Linked DNA regions of Ovis aries: region 2 is linked to region 1. A link is a contact called in public Hi-C data. All regions are on one chromosome and are shown on one strand. Each heading gives the region's core, a stretch centred on a gene start, on an enhancer-like site or on the middle of the called end of the contact. The rest is flanking DNA. Distances are from core to core; before and after follow the strand shown. Region 1 holds the start of LTO1 (LTO1 maturation factor of ABCE1). Region 2 holds the start of FADD (Fas associated via death domain).

Region 1 (7,647 bases), core at 1,766-4,265:
GTAACAACTGCACAAGCTTATTTCAGCCCGACTGTTTTCTCCGGTTTACAGATGAGGAGACTGAGACTCTAACCCCCCGCGATCAGGGTGCACCACGGAACCGCAACTCTGGTCCAGACGCCAAAGAAGAAAGGAGGTTCCGCCTTACCTGTCTCTCTCAGTGGCGCAACTGTGCAGGAGACCTCTCCAAGCAAACGCGAAGCCTTGGTAGCACCCAATCTGTGAATTGACAAGACATTTAAGAGCACAATGAATAACCGAGCGCTGTATTTGATCTAATTATCAAGCTCTCAAAACTAAAGTGGGGGAGGACGGGAGGGGGCGCAGGGCGTGTCTTCTTGTGCTGGAGCAGGAAATGGAGGTCGGAGGTCGAGTTATCAGCGGGACAGCTGGCCTCCAAGGCGGCCCACTGGCCCCGCCTCCCACTCCACTGGTACTTGTGCCTGTGGGGTCTCCCAGCTGTATCGGGTGGCCGTGATGAGCAGAACACAGAAGAGGTGGCACGTGACCTCCGGATTTAGGTGTTAACGGGCAATGTCACCTCTGCCCTGCCCACCCAGGCCACCCACACAGGGTTAGGAGGACGCTTGGGCGGCTCTAAGGAGAAGTCCACATGCAGAAGATGCGGAGGGAGCAAGCCATCTGAGAAGTACCTCTTCTGGCCCCAGGCAAGCCTTCGAGTGGCTGACTTTTAACTCCAGCATCAAGAGGCCCTGAGCCAGAACCACCCGGCTCAACTGCTCCTGGACCACGGACCCCCAGGACCTCTGCGAGATAAGTAACACTGGTTGTCTTTAAGGCCACGTGCCTTGTACTGATTTCGTTTTGAAGCCACAGATGCCTAATACAGTTCCAGTGGTCTCAGACTTCGCTGTTTACAGCCAATCACCTGTAAGTGAGGGCCCATCCAGGACAAAAGGCAGGAGAAAAGGAAAACCGGGGAGTTTACGGGATTCCTGTGTAAATATCCACGGCACGCTCTCACACGACACCGGGGTGCTCACTCTCTGCAAGAGGACTCGGCACCACGACACTCGACATCCACTGAGGTGACGAGGGGCTTGTTTTTCCTCCAGCCCATCCACCTGCGTCATCGCCACACAGCCATAGGCTCTGCAGGCTCTGCCCTAGGAATACGCCTCCATCCACAGTCTATCTAGCCTACTGCCACTTTAAGAGGCCTGAAATTGTGGCTTGATCATACTGACCGTCAAGGTAAACTGTCAACAGTAAAAGAACAGGACTCCTTTCTAGGTGGTGGTGGGGCAGGGGGAGGTCCCCACTCACTTCAGATCCGACTTTAGCTCCATGGAGCGTGCCGTGCCGTCTCCCTTCGATCATACCCAAACTGCTTCCTTCTTCATAGCCTTCCCGGTACCCTTCCCCGTGAAACCTGCAACGGAGAAGCAGCAAGTCTGAGTGAATAAACAGGAGAAAGACGATTCTTCCTGGAAAAACTCATTCCTCCACGTGACCCAGACCTAGACCCAGACTGCAAGACGAGACCTAGCAGCATTAAAGAAAAATAAGAGAACCTAAACCATAAAACTTAGGTCCAACGTCAGCTCCACCCCTCCCCGAGCCTCTGCTGTGGCAAGTCGCTGTACTTCTTGAAGCCAAACTCAGCGCTTCTACAATGAGAAAGCTGGGCTAAATCAGGGATTCCCAAACCGGGGAGAATACTGGAAACACACAGGAAAATCCCAAAGATACAAATTCAGGAGCCTTGCCCTTATCTCACTAAAGTTCAGGAATCCGCTTTTTGAAATTTCCCCAGTGACTTAGTCAGCAGCCCCAGTTCTGTGAGTCTGTAAGCTAGACTGTTTGGGCAAGAGCTTCAAAACAGACAAACGAAACTCTGCCGTCTGCACCAGGCTTTTCCATTACACCTCAGGAGCCAGGCAAGGAGAAGCGCCATCTGCTGCTGCTGCTGCTAAGTCGCTTCAGTCGTGTCCGACTCTGTGTGACCCCACAGACGGCAGCCCACCAGGCTCCCCCGTCCCTGGGATTCTCCAGGCAACAACACTGGCTGCAAAGTGTACCATGACGGCAGGGCCTGTGGTAGAATAAAGGCTCTGACTTACAGGGGCCGGCAGCGGAACTGTCACAACCCACGGGCCACCGAAGTGAAAGGGGCTGGCTGGAGCACCCGGCGAGACCAACTGCGTCATTCCCACTTATACTGGCTCCCGCCCCCGGAGCGACCTTGCCTCCCCATCTCAAAGACGGGATCTAGTCCACAAGTTGGGATAAAACAGATAACGGGGGTACAAGGCTTAGTTCAGCCTGCAGCTCACAGCAAGTTCCAAATGAACTGTCAGCGACTGATCGCTTCCTGCTCCCTCTTTCTCAGGGACGTCTATCGATGTCTCAAGCGGGCTGGGCACTGGAAGAAAGCCATCAAAGCAGCCAAGAGCTTCACCACCCCCACCCGCCGCCACCCCTGCCTTGCCACAGCCCCTAGGCGCTGCCCAGGGGCTCAGGAGGGAAAAGGATGACGCCTGACACCTTGATGAGCCTGTCCGTGAATGCGGCCGTCTGTCCTATTACTGAGGAACGAGAAAGAGGTGGGCAGCGCCCAGATGGCAGAGGTCCGCGCCACCCGAGGACGGGGCGTCCCTGGAGGGAGGCAGTCACCAGGCCGAGCAGATGCATGGGGGCAGCCCCAGAGGAGGGAGGCGGGTCCTGAGGAGCAGCTGGGCGCCTGGCGCTCGCCCGAGAAGGGGAAGTAACAGCATCCTGGGCCCTCCCGCGCCGGATGCCCCCAGGGCCCCAGTGCGCTCCCCCAGGGCCGCAGCCCAAGGCTGAGAGCCGACACGCGAGGGCTGGGGGCCCCGACCCACCCACCTCTCATCTGCCATCACGACAGCGTCGAACATGTCCTGATCCCCGGCCATGGCGGCCACCGACCAGCCTCCGCCCGTCGGGCTCCGCCGCCCCGCGATGGAGCCGCGGACACGCGAGGCCACAACTCACGGAAACCCCGGCCACTCGCGACGCCAAGTTCACTTCCGGCGGCGACCGCGCGGGGCAGGCCGGGTAACGACGGCACGCCGGAGGGCTCAGCACTCGCCGGGGCGCTCAGCACTCGCCGGGGCAGGCCCAGGGCGCTTGCGCGGCGGCGGCGGCGCTGGGCGGGGCTAGGCCGGGACGCGGCCCCTCCCCGAGGCCCCTTGCCCCGCCCCCCGGCTCGGGCCGCCAGCCTGTTGGTCGGTCCCCACCTGGAGCATCCACTTGGCCACGCGGGGCTGACCCATGATCTCACTTTCCCAAAACCAGGCAGAGGCCACCGAACTGCCAACAGCGGCTCAGAAAGGACCAGGGAAAGAAACTTGGAAAATTTATCAAAGAACCAAACGCCTCCCGGAGCTCTGGGCCCTTGGGGTTTGGGGGAAAAATGTCCCAGGAAACGCAATTCGCGGAGTGGGGACAGTACCCAGACAAGAGTGGCCGGGTCCCCCGCCGACCCCGACCCACAGCCAGGGGCCACCTTCCAGGACCAAGTCAGACTTGAGACGCCCCACCTAAAAGGCCACTGAATCCGCGATAACAGTATTCCAGGGCATTTGGGCTTTTGTTCGAGAAACAACGCAGGGCTGACCCGACGCCCCGGGAATCTGAAACAGCAGTGGGTGACAGGAACAGCCGAGGTCCTCTTAACACTCAATGAGTAACTGTTGGCATCCGTTCTTAAAACTTTAGAGTTCTTTGAAAACTGTCAATAAAAGTGTTTGTGTTTTTATTCTTGCGGTTGTTTTTAAAGCAAAAGCAGAAAGGGGAAGTGTTGGTCGCTCAGTCGTGTTTGATTCTTTGCCACCCCATGGACCATAGACTGCCAGGCTCCTCTGTCCATGGGATTCTCCAGGGCAAGCATATTGGAGTGGGTTGGTATTCCCTTCTCCAGGGGAATCTTCCCAATCTAGGGACCGAACCCAGATCTCCTGCATTGCCGGCAGGTTCTTGACCATCTGAGCCAGGAGGGAAGCCCCAGTAAAAGTAGTGAGTGAAAGTGGCTCAGTCACGTCCGACTCTGTGCAACCCCACTGACGACACAGACCATGGCGTTCTTCAGGCCAGAATACTGGAGACGATCAACTCAGGGATCGAACCCCCATCTCCCACTTTGCAGGTGGATTCTTTACCAGCTGAGCCACAAGTAAAAGTAGACCTATTCATAATTCAGGCAGAGAGTCAAGAATCAGCACAAAAGGATTTGTAATTAACAACCCCCAGAGCCCTCTGTCCAGCTGAAGGCATCCCCCCTTAAAAAAAAAAAAAAAAGCTTCTAGTGTTAGTCCTCCCATTTGTCATTTCCATGGCAGGTACTTCCTGGACACGATTTTTAAAAGGTATGTCAAACTGTCAGCCACAGTGGAACATAGATATGAATTACCAAAAGTTTTCCTGTTAAAATCAGGAGTAAAGCGAGAATGCTTTGAACACATCCAGTAGACCTAATCAATGCAATAAAATTGAGCAAGAAGTCTTAACTATCTTTGGGGAAAAAAGAAAACAAAGTGCCATTATATGTAGGTGCGGTGGTCCATCTAAAAATTCCAAAATAAGCACTTAAGACCCTCTCAGAATTTGTAATACAGTTCAGTAAGTACCTATGCAGTTGAATCGCCAAAAAAATCACTTGCTTTTCGTTATTCGAACAATGATTAGTAGTGGTCTGAGCAGGGATACTCAGGGAAATCCACTTCACCATGGTCACAATAGTTTCTTAGAAATAAGGTTGAGCAGAACCTATACAAGAATAACTACCGCCCCGCCCAAGACAGGAAGACATGCAACCCCAGTTTCCACAGGATCTGGGGGAAATGTGTCAAACTCTAAATTCTATCTGGGAACTCCTCTGGTGATCCAGCAGTTAAGAATCCACCTTCCAGTGCAGAGGATACAGGTTCCATCCATGGTCAGGGAAGCAAAATCCCATATGCTATGGAGCAACTAAACCCTTGAGCCACAATAAAGACCCAGTGCAGCCAAAGCAATAGAAAATTAAAATAATAAATAAATTTCATCAGGATGAATAAGTTGGTAAGAATAACTAAGATGCTTTTGAAAGAGACAATGATATAGAGGACTTGCTATACCAGATGTGTAAAAAGAAAGTCTCCATAAAAATATGGCTTCCCGTGTGGCTCGGTGGTAAAGAACCCATCTGCCAATGCAGGAGACGTGGGTTCTGTCCCTGAGTCAGGAAGATCCCCTGGAGAAGGAAATGGCAACTCACTCCAGTATTCTTGCCTGGGAAATCAGTCCCATGGACAGAGGGGCCTGGAGGGCTACAGTCCATAGGGTTGCAAAGAGCCAGGCACAACTCAGTGACTGAACAAGAGTATCCAGAATAATACTGTAGCATGTTTGTTCAGAAATAGCCAGACGGATGAAATAGGGATGGAATGGCCTGGAAGGGGACTCGGGAAATGTAAAACCTTCCCACAGGATAAAAAGCACCATGAATTAATGGGGGAAAGGGATATTCATCAATCACTAAAATGGGAAAACTTGTTGTCTGGGAAAAGTCAAGTTCCATGTATTGTTATGCCCAAGTCGTAAAATCTCCCAAAGACCACCAGGGAGCCGATATCCGATGCAAAAGCAAGAGAGTTTTTATTACCAAGCTCGAGCTGGGGCTCCCACTGATACCAACGCAGCAGCTATAGGGACGAGCCCTGAGCTCTGGGTTTCATTGTTTATACAAGGTATTCTCGCGCGAAAAATTTGAAAACCGGGAGTTTTAGGGTTGGGAGACGCCTAACTGGTTACCTTCTGTGGAAGGGTTGGGTGTTGGGTTCTGATTGGTTCCCGTTTCCCCGGGCTGGCCAAGGGTTCTGATTGGTCCCAGGGTGGTGAGGTGAGGTTAAGGAATTTCCAAAAAGCTCTTTTCCGGGAATTTTTACAAAATGGAGTCTTCTTTCACAAAATGGAGTAGCTTAGGTTCTTCAGTATCTCTCATGTACTCAGTCACTCAGCCCTGTCTGATTCTTTGTGACTCCATAGACTGTAGCCCGCTAGGCTCCTCTGTCCATGAATTTCCCAAGCAAGACTGTTGGAATGGGTTGCCATTTCCTTCTCCAGAGAATCTTCCCAACCCACGGATCAAACTGGTATCTCTTGTGTCTCCTGCGTCTTCTGTGTTGGCAGGTGGAGTCTTTATCAGTATGCCATCCGGAAAGCCTTTATATCTCATACCATTCATTAAAATAGTTCTAAATGAATTAAAGCCTTTTTTTTTATTTTAAGAAAAAAGCAAGACATTAAAAATGTAGGTGGAACATTCAGGTAAGTATGGAGATTCGTTTTTACTACGTGAAAAGGCACAGGGGAAATCACAAAGGGAAAATCAATGCAAATTTATGCAAGTCCAAGCTAGGCAATAGGACTTCCCAGGTGGCTCAGGAGTAAAGAATCTACCTGCCATACCGAAGGGGCAGGAGACATGGGTTTGATCACTGGGTGGGGAAGGTCCGCTGGAGAAGGGCATGGCAACTGCTCTAGTGTTCTTACCTGGAGAATCCCATGGACAGAGGAGCCTATAATCCACAGGGTCGCACAGAGTCGGGCGCGACTGAAGAGCCTGAGCACACACATGCAAACGTGGTAATGAACCAAATGAAAAACCGAAGAATAATCTGGGGAAACACTGGTCATAAATATTATAACCAAAGGAGCAATTGTTCTGGTTTATGAAGAATCTATTAAAATGGATAAGAAGTTAATGCATCTTAACAGGGCAAAGCATGGTCCAAGGACTTGAGTATACAATTCACAGAAAAGAAAAATACAGTTTGCTGGCAAACAAAAGTATAGCAAAGACAGACGTACTAGTAGTAAAAAAAAAAAAAAAAAAGGATCAAAAGAATAAGCCTCATTTTTTACCTTTTCAAAATGGAAAAAAGAATCATCATTTTTAGAAGGAAAATACTCTCAATGCCCACAGATGCCTAAGTTAAAGCTACCTTTTGGTGTAGCAGTTCAAAAAGATAAGAAGGACATTTTAAATGTTTTTACACTTCTACCTAGCAATTTCCTGTCTAGGACTTCAGCTCAAGGAAATAAACAGAGAAAAGTGAAAATTTTTTGTACAATGATGTTCAATGCAGTATTATAGCATGAGCTACAAAAGCCAGAAAGAGAAAGCAGCTTATGATGACAAGGTGAGGAGGAAGGTACATATATGGTAGGATGTTTGCAGTGAAGACTTTTAAGCGCCTGCCAAAAATAGTATTTGAAATAAGAGTAATGTCACAGAGAAGGCTCCTGATGTTTAAAGAAAAAGAGAAAAGAAAAAGCCAGTACACCTAAAACGTGATGTGGCAAATCAATGATACCTAAATAAAAAAATACAAATAAAAAAATAGAAACGAAGGGTAAAAAATAAAGAAAAAGGTCTACATATACTCTGATACCAATGACATTAAATAACTCTGCTTTTAAAAAACTAAAGTAAGTATACCCAAATGTTAACAGTGATTATATCTAGATTTTGGAATTACAGTAATTTTAAATTTCCTCTTTTATATTTTTTTCTGAATATTCCATGTTCACACAGTGAACATGAGTGACTTAAATAAAAAGTCCAACAAAAATATCTTTGTGAAGATGAAGTGAAGTAGACTTTGTATTATTTTGTTATCT
Region 2 (7,647 bases), core at 3,254-5,753, 460 kb after region 1:
CAAGATGGATTCCAGCGCAAGGGTCTCTGGGGAGTTGGTAGAACATATTATGGCCTAGCATCCCCTCCCTTGAGGACCCTTTCTGTGCGTGTATAGTCTGGGCGGGGGGGGGGGTCTCCTTGACCCCAAGAATGGGAAGTATGTGGTCTCTTCATCCCTTCCCTAGGCAGGGCTCAGCCCCTTGCTGTTCCTGCCATTCCCGTCATCTTAAAGTGTCCACAGGAGACAAAGCCCGGCTGCGTATCCTGTTCCTGTTATTACATCTATTTTTCAAATGTAAACAGGAGGCTAGAGGTAAATGTCTAAACTGGGACCCACCTGTCTCCTGCTCAAACCCACCCACACCTTCCCCAGGTGAGCCAGCAGCCAGTCCACCCTTCAGGCCCGACAGCATCCTCAATGCTCCTCACTCACATGCAGCCCCGACCAAAAGACAGACGCCGCCTTCCCATCCCCCCCACTGCACCTGCTCCAGGAACCTTCACCTCTCATCTGCATTACTGAGGGGTCCCTTGGATTCTACCTGGTGATTCTTTAGAAATGTAGCTCAGAGCCCACGGTAGCATTATTCATAATGACAAAAAAGGCGGAAAAAACTCAAAGGTGCATCCACGGATGATGGAATAGATAAAGGTGACCCCCTCGCAGGACAGGGTACTATTGACCCATCAAAAATGACTTTCCTGGTGACTCATTTGTTTTGAGGTTCCCTGACGGCTCACTGGTAAAGAATCTGCCTGCAACGCAGGAGACTCAGATTCAGTCCCTGGCTCCGGAAGATCCACGGGAGAAGGAAATGGCAACCCACTCCAGTATTCATGCCGGGGGAACCCCATGGACAGAGGAGCCTGGTGGGCTGCAGTCCACGGAGTCACAGAAGAGTCAGATACAACTGAGTGATCAAACAGCAACAAGAAGAAAACCAGCTGTTTTGCTGAAAGTTTTGTTTTAGGTTCAAGAGATTCATTAACAAAAGAAACCATTCGTTACACACAAATAAACAGTTTCTATTTTTGTATAGATATTTGGCTTAATCTCAATATACGGTCATTAAAAGAAAAGAAATAGAAACAACAGAGAGAAGAAACACATACATCACCAAATGGGGCCAACAACCTACACCCAGACTTGAACGGTGCTGGGAAGCCCCTCATGAAAACCAATGTGGAGTCCCAGCTGGGAAAAGGTCCTGGGCAGTGTGTCTATCCCACGGATGAGACTTCAGATTCTAGTGTGAGGGGGCTCCCGCTTATCATCCCACTCAGTAAATGGAGGTCATCATCAGTTTGCCTGCAAAATGCAGCTCTGGTTTTACTTTAACTTTTTTACAATATGGTTTGTTTCACCTTGTGAGTCATAGGATTTCATTAGACCCTGGGGGACTGGCCAGACCCTCAGGGGCTCAAGAGATTCCAGGGCCCACTCCCTTTCTTACCTAAGGGCCATCTGATTTGCTGTGCTTGCGTGCAGGCACAGAATCTGGGCAGTATCCAGGCAGGTCAGGAGCAGCTCAGAGGCCTGGTCTCCTACTTCTGAAGCCTGAACAAGACTTTAATTTCCCCAATACCAGTGGTTAAGAATCCGCTGCCAATGCAGGGGACGTGGGTTCAATCCCTGATTTGGGAAGATCCCACGTGCCACAGGGCAGCTAAGCCCATGTGCTTCAACTACTGAAGCCCATGTGCCTAATTTTTGTGTTAGCCACTCTGTTGTGTCCAACTCTTTGCAACCCCATGGACTATAGCCCACCAGGCTCCTCTCTCTATGGAATTATCCAAGCGAGAATACTGGAGTGGGTTGCAATTCCCTTCTCCAGGGGATCTTCCTGACCCAGGGATCGAACCCTGGTCTCCAGCGTTGCATGTGAATTCCTTACCATGTGCCTAGAGCCTCCAACAAAGAGTAGCCCCCACTGGCAGCAACTAGAGAAAGCTCGTGCACAGCAGCACAGCCAAAAATAAATAAATAAAGTAAAAAGAGGGCTTCCCGGGCGGCACTTTAGGGGTAAAGAATCCAACTGCTGATGCAGGAGATGCAAGAGATGTAGGTTTTTATTCCTGGAGAGGGAAGATCCCCTCAGGGAGGAAAGGGCACCCCACTCCAGTATCCTTGCCTGGAAACTTTCACGGGCAGAGGAGCCTGGGGGGCTACAGTCCATGAGGCCTCAAAGAGTCGGACACAATTGAGCACACACACGATATAAAAAGGAAGGAAGCACTGTCACAGGCTACAACACGCGCGAACCTTGAAGACGTCACACTCAGTTCAAGAAACCAGGCCCCAAAGGCCCCACAGCGTGTGCTTCCGCCTACATGAAACGCCCATCGTGGTCAAATCCAGGCAGACAGATGCCTACTCGTGGTTGCCAGAAGCTGGAGAAAGAGTGGGGGGCGGAGAGGAAGTGACTGCTGATGAGCACTGGTCTCTACAAAGGTGATGAAAATATTCTAAAATTAGCTAATGGTAGCGGTTGCACATTATAAATATGCTGAAAACCACTGAACTGTACACGTTTTAAAATACCGCTGTATCCATTTGTCTGAGTCAGGTCTAAGTTGCAGGAAGAGGGATTTTTGCTGCGTCATGCGGGATGTTTCCTGCCGGACTGCGAGCTCTCTAGTGGCATAGTGAAGGCTGTCACCTCCCTGCATGTGGGATCTTAGTTCTCCAACCAGGATTCCAATCAGCATTCCCTGCATTGCAAGGCAGGTTCTTAACCACTGCACCACAAGGAAAGCCCCTGAACTGTACACTTTAAAAGGGTGAGTTGCAGGGAATATGAATTACATCTCAATTTTTTCCCAACATAACTCAGATGGCTTCAGGCTTCTTCTCACCCTCTGCAGGGGCTTAGGGAAGGTAAAGCTGGGTTCCGACCTGGCTCCTCCTAATTCGCCCCCTCCCCTCACCGACCACCCCCTGCCTTCCCAGCTCTGCCCCAGCACCCTGCGCCCTCCTCGGTGCTTCTGCTCTTGCCGTGGGCCCGCCTTTACGGCCCCCACACCTCTCTACCTGGCCCCTCACGCCTGCACATTGGGGCCTGCTCCAGAACCGCCTTCTCCACATGTAGAGACCCCCACCTCCACACTCCCCACCTCCATGCTCTTGGCCCCTGGTTCGAGCTGACTTCTGGCTTAACGGCACTTTCTTATCTGCATGAGGTAACCTTGTGCACTGATGCTGCAAGCTCCGGGCAGGTGGGGCCTTCCACGCTTTGTTCCTGAATTGTCTCCAGGACCTACTCCATGGTACACAGTAGGCATCAAGAAACGCCAGTAAGCCTTCCACAATAACGACGATAACTTTAGAAATCACGTTTTTATCAAATTTTAAAAACTAAATAAAGCTCTTAAGTGTCTTTCCTGCACACAGATTTGCAGGGGTTACTAAAGGACATTCGTTGCTTAGTCGCTAAGTCCTGTCTGATTCTTTTGTGACCCCATGGACCGTGACGCCCCATCCTCTGTCCACGGGATTTCCCAGGCAAGCACTGGAGTCGGGTGCCATGTCCTTCTCCAGGGGATCTTCCTGTCCCAGGGATCGAACCCGCCTCTCCAACATTGGCAGGCCGATTCATTACCAGTGAGCCATCAGGGAAGCCCAAACGACATGCATTTTCACAAATGTTCATAAACTTGTTATTAAGAGCACCCGCAGCGCAACATTCCAAAGGAAACGGACGCTGACTGCGCTCTGGGTTTAGGGGTTCAGTTCAGTTCAGTCGCCCAGTCGTGTCCGACTCTTTGCGACCCCATGAATCGCAGCACGCCAGGCCTCCCTGTCCATCACCAACTCCCGGAGTTCACTCAGACTCACGTCCATCGAGTCAGTGATGCCATCCAGCCATCTCATCCTCTGTCGTCCCCTTCTCCTCCTGCCCCCAATCCCTCCCAGCATCAGTCTTTCCAATGAGTCAACACTTTGCATGAGGTGTCCAAAGTACTGGAGCTTCAGCTTTAGCATCATTCCTTCCAATGAACACCCAGGACTGATGTCCTTTAGGATGGACTGGTTGGATCTCCTTGCAGTCCAAGGGACTCTCAAGAGTCTTCTCCAACACCACAGTTCAAAAGCATCAATTCTTCGGCACTCAGCCTTCTTCACAGTCCAACTCTCACATCCATACATGACCACAGGAAAAACCATAGCCTTGACTAGACGGACCTTCGTCGGCAAAGTAATGTCTCTGCTTTTGAATATACTACCTAGGTTAGTCATAACTTTTCTTCCAAGGAGTAAGCGTCTTTTAATTTCATGGCTGCAGTCACCGTCTGCACTGATTGGGACCCGTAAAGCTGCCGGTCCTCACAGGGAGACCGTCGTCAGGGCGCACCGACAGAGATCTTCCGGGTCCCCGGTCAGGGGCGGTGCCTGGCGTCAGCAGGGAGCCTCCCGGGCGGAAATGGCTACGGTTCGGCTTGCAGCGCATGCGCGAGTCCCGGAAGTTACCACGAGAGGACCGGCCCGGCGGGATACTTCCGGCGACGGGCTATCGAGCTCCCCAAACTGCATTCGCCGCCACTAGGCTGAGGCGCGAAGGGTCCGTGAGGAGGCGCGGCCCAGCCCGCGGGGACTCCTGTCGCCATGGACCCGTTCCTGGTGCTGCTGCACTCGGTGTCGGTCGGACTGTCGAGCAGCGACCTGACCCAGCTCAAGTTCCTGTGCCGGAACCGCGTTAGCAAGAGGAAGCTGGAGCTCGCGCAGAGCGGCCTGGACCTCTTCACCGTCTTGCTCGAGCAGAACGAGCTGAGCGCCGAGCGCACCGCGCTGCTGCGCGAGCTGCTCGGCTCCCTGCGGCGCGAGGACCTCCTGTGCCTCCTGGACGACTTCGAACGGGGCGCGGAGGCCGGGGCGGCGCCGGAGGAGCGAGGTGGGGGCGAGGGCCGGGGGCCGGGGTGCGGGCGGGAGGCGTGCGGGCGAAGGACGGGGAGCGGGGGCCGGGCGCGGAGCGGCGCGGGAGGAGAGGGGCGAGGGGTGCCTGGGGACCCTGTGGGGGTTGGCGGGGTCAGCTGTCGATCTTCCAGGCGCCCAGCCTTTTCCGGGTTCGGTTTCCGTGGGTTTTCCCTAAACAGCCCCGAGAGACGGGAACGTGGCCGCTTTGCGGACAGGAGAACCAAAGCTCAGAGAAGTTAACTTAGCCTAAGTTGCGGAGCGTGGACAACCACCGCCCCCTGCCCCATCCAGCCTCAGTGCTTTCTTCTCCACCCCTCTCCCTCCAGGAAAGTTAGAAGTTATTGGACAGAAGAAGACGTTGCTGACCTCCCGGGCGGGACAGGGGTGAAAGGACTCCAGAAGAGCCTCAGCAGGAAGGGCGGGTTGATAGGGCGCTGCTTTTGTATAAGGGATTCTTCCTGGCTCTGCCATTCTGTGGCTGGCTGTGACCTCAGGAAGTGACTTGCACTTCCCTTCCCTGGGCCTCCACTTCCTGCTTTCTCCCAGTGGTCAGCAACACAGGTGCCCACCTCACGGGGCTGGAGGAGTTGGCATACAGGCTGACAGCGTATCAGGGGTTTGTGGTTGGAGATGAAGCTTTGCTTCCAAGAAGCATTTTGTCTAGTCTGATCTCAGGAGTGACTTCTCAGCAGATGAGGACATAGTAGCCAGGGACTGAAGCCTGGTGTCAGTCAGGGCATCTTCCAGAGCAGCAAGTGGGCTGTTTAGGGCTGCCATACAAATGACTGTGTCTCAGTGGCTTAAAGCAACAGAATCTGCTGCTCTTACCTTTCTTGGGCCAGTGGTCAGATCCAGGTGTCAGTAGGCCATGCTCCCTCTGAGAGCTCTAGGAGAGGGTCCTTCCTCCCTCTTCTGGTTTCTGGGGACTCCAGGCATTCCTTGGCTTGTGACCACACCCCTCCAGTCTCTGCCTCCACGGCACGTGGTCCTGTCAGTGGATTTAGGGCCCACTTGAATAATCTAAGATGATCCCCTCATCTCGAGATCCTCAGCTTACTCTCACATCTGCAAAGACCCTTTTCCAAGAAAGTTCCCATTCACAGTTCCAGAGATTTGACATGTGTGTACCTTCTAGGGCCCCCCATTCAACCCCGTTGCAGGTTGGGATAGAGGTGCAACTCTACTCAGGCCTGAGTGGGCGTCTCCATTACAAGACCCCCCCAACCAGTAAGTCTTCAGAGCAGGCTGCGCCTTGTGGGTAGTGTTTCACGGTGTGGCTGGCTGAGGCAGCATGGAGCTTTCCCTGGTCCTTCTGCTGCAGGGTGGCGTCCGCCTCTGTGGAAGGGCCTTTCGGGTCCCCAGCACCTGGGTCAGCACCAGGAGGCCCGTCAGCCAGTGTGCGGTTATCTGTTTTCTAAACAGCTCCCCAGACCGCAGGTTACCACTCTGCCCTTTTCCCCCACCAGACCTGCGGGCGGCGATGGAGATCATCTGTGATAACGTGGGGAAGGACTGGAAGAGGCTGGCTCGTCGCCTCAGAGTGTCTGAGATCAAGATTGAAGCCATCGAGGAGAAGTACCCCCGGAACCTGGTGGAGCAGGTGAGGGAGCTGCTGAGGGTCTGGAAGAACAGCGCTAGGGAGGACGCAGCTGTGTCATGCCTGGTGAGCGCGCTCCGGGGCTGCCAGCTAAACGTGGTGGCAGATCTCATTGAGGAGGACCAGTGGGCCCAGGCCCGCCAGAGAAGGAGTGCAAACCCCGGGTCCCTCATGGCCTGGGACTCGGGCTCCGCTGCCCCGGGAGCCTCCTGACGACCCAGCGACTCTTCCATGGGGACCGAGGGCAGCTGCACGGTCCTGACCACGTGCCATCCGTGCCAGCCCCGTGAAGACTCAGGGAGGCGGCTGTGGGCCCACACTCCTCTGTGCCAGCCGGGTGGGGGCCACTGTGTGTACCATCGTCCCCATTAAATAAGCTCCTCCGGGAGGGCGTGTGGTGCCGTGCCCGGTATGAAGTAGGGGTCTGTGAAACTTGGTGCTCCCAGACACGAGAGGATGCGCAGCATTGAAGAGCGAGGAGCTGGAGGTCGTTGTGCTGGGGGCGCTGGGCTCCGGAACCCACGCTTGGAACGCCTGGCTCGTTCTCCTGCCCCTGCACTTGCCAGAGGCTTGGAGACTGGCAGTGCAGACCATCTCCAGGGCGGGTGGCGGGGTGAGGCGCGCCCTCACGGGTCTGGGAGGCAGCCCAGGCTCTCAGTGCTCGGGGAGCGAGCCCCCTGCCATGGGGCCAGGCAGCAGGCGCTCGGCACATGCTGGTTGTCAGATGAATCATGACTCCAGTTCCACAATGGATTGCTAACAGTCACTTTTTCTGATAACAAAAGTAGTAAGAAGCTGAATCCTCGGATTCTGAGAAGCACCTTTTCTTCCTGCTTGAAGTCCTGTTGAAGCAGGTGCCTTTGCAAGAGACCTCCACCTGACGGTTTCCTCTTCCCACGGATGGTGAGCTCATTTTACGGGTTCTCAGAAGTCCCGCTGTAGCCAATTTCACTGTCCCTTGACGGTTATCGCAGGCCCAACCTGTAGGAGGGTGCCTGTGTTTCCTATCAGCTCCAGGGACCACTGCCAACGGGGGTGTTTACCGCAGTGGGCCATGATCTGCCAGAGGGCAGCCCTCACCTGCTGTGGGCCCTGCCTCCCTGCAGGAGGCATCAGAGAACCCCGCCGCGTACCTTCTAGCTGTGACCTTGGGAAAG

The links. Hi-C and Micro-C count contacts between places; a contact is called where the count stands out from the background.
Region 2: a Hi-C map of hypothalamus shows a contact between it and region 1, with 3 times the contacts expected there. The contact joins the promoter of FADD here to the promoter of LTO1 in region 1. A contact is called at or near these places in 6 of 16 Hi-C or Micro-C datasets (blood, hypothalamus, muscle and 3 more).

What each region holds. Positions count from the first base shown.
Region 1 is chr21:43,307,182-43,314,828 of ARS-UI_Ramb_v3.0, forward strand. It overlaps LTO1 (LTO1 maturation factor of ABCE1), which reads right to left and starts at 3,016. Exons shown (of 5, transcript XM_004019731.6): 1 at 2,848-3,016; 2 at 1,288-1,393; 3 at 149-219. The coding sequence starts at 2,897. It overlaps LOC132658381 (a long non-coding RNA gene), which reads right to left and starts at 2,502. Exons shown (of 2, transcript XR_009597960.1): 1 at 2,298-2,502; 2 at 1,763-2,056.
Region 2 is chr21:43,768,753-43,776,399 of ARS-UI_Ramb_v3.0, forward strand. FADD (Fas associated via death domain) reads left to right here and starts at 4,504. Exons shown (of 3, transcript XR_006057529.1): 1 at 4,504-4,870; 2 at 6,360-7,393; 3 at 7,597-7,647. It overlaps LOC121817559 (a long non-coding RNA gene), which reads right to left and starts at 4,356. Exons shown (of 2, transcript XR_009597859.1): 1 at 1-4,356.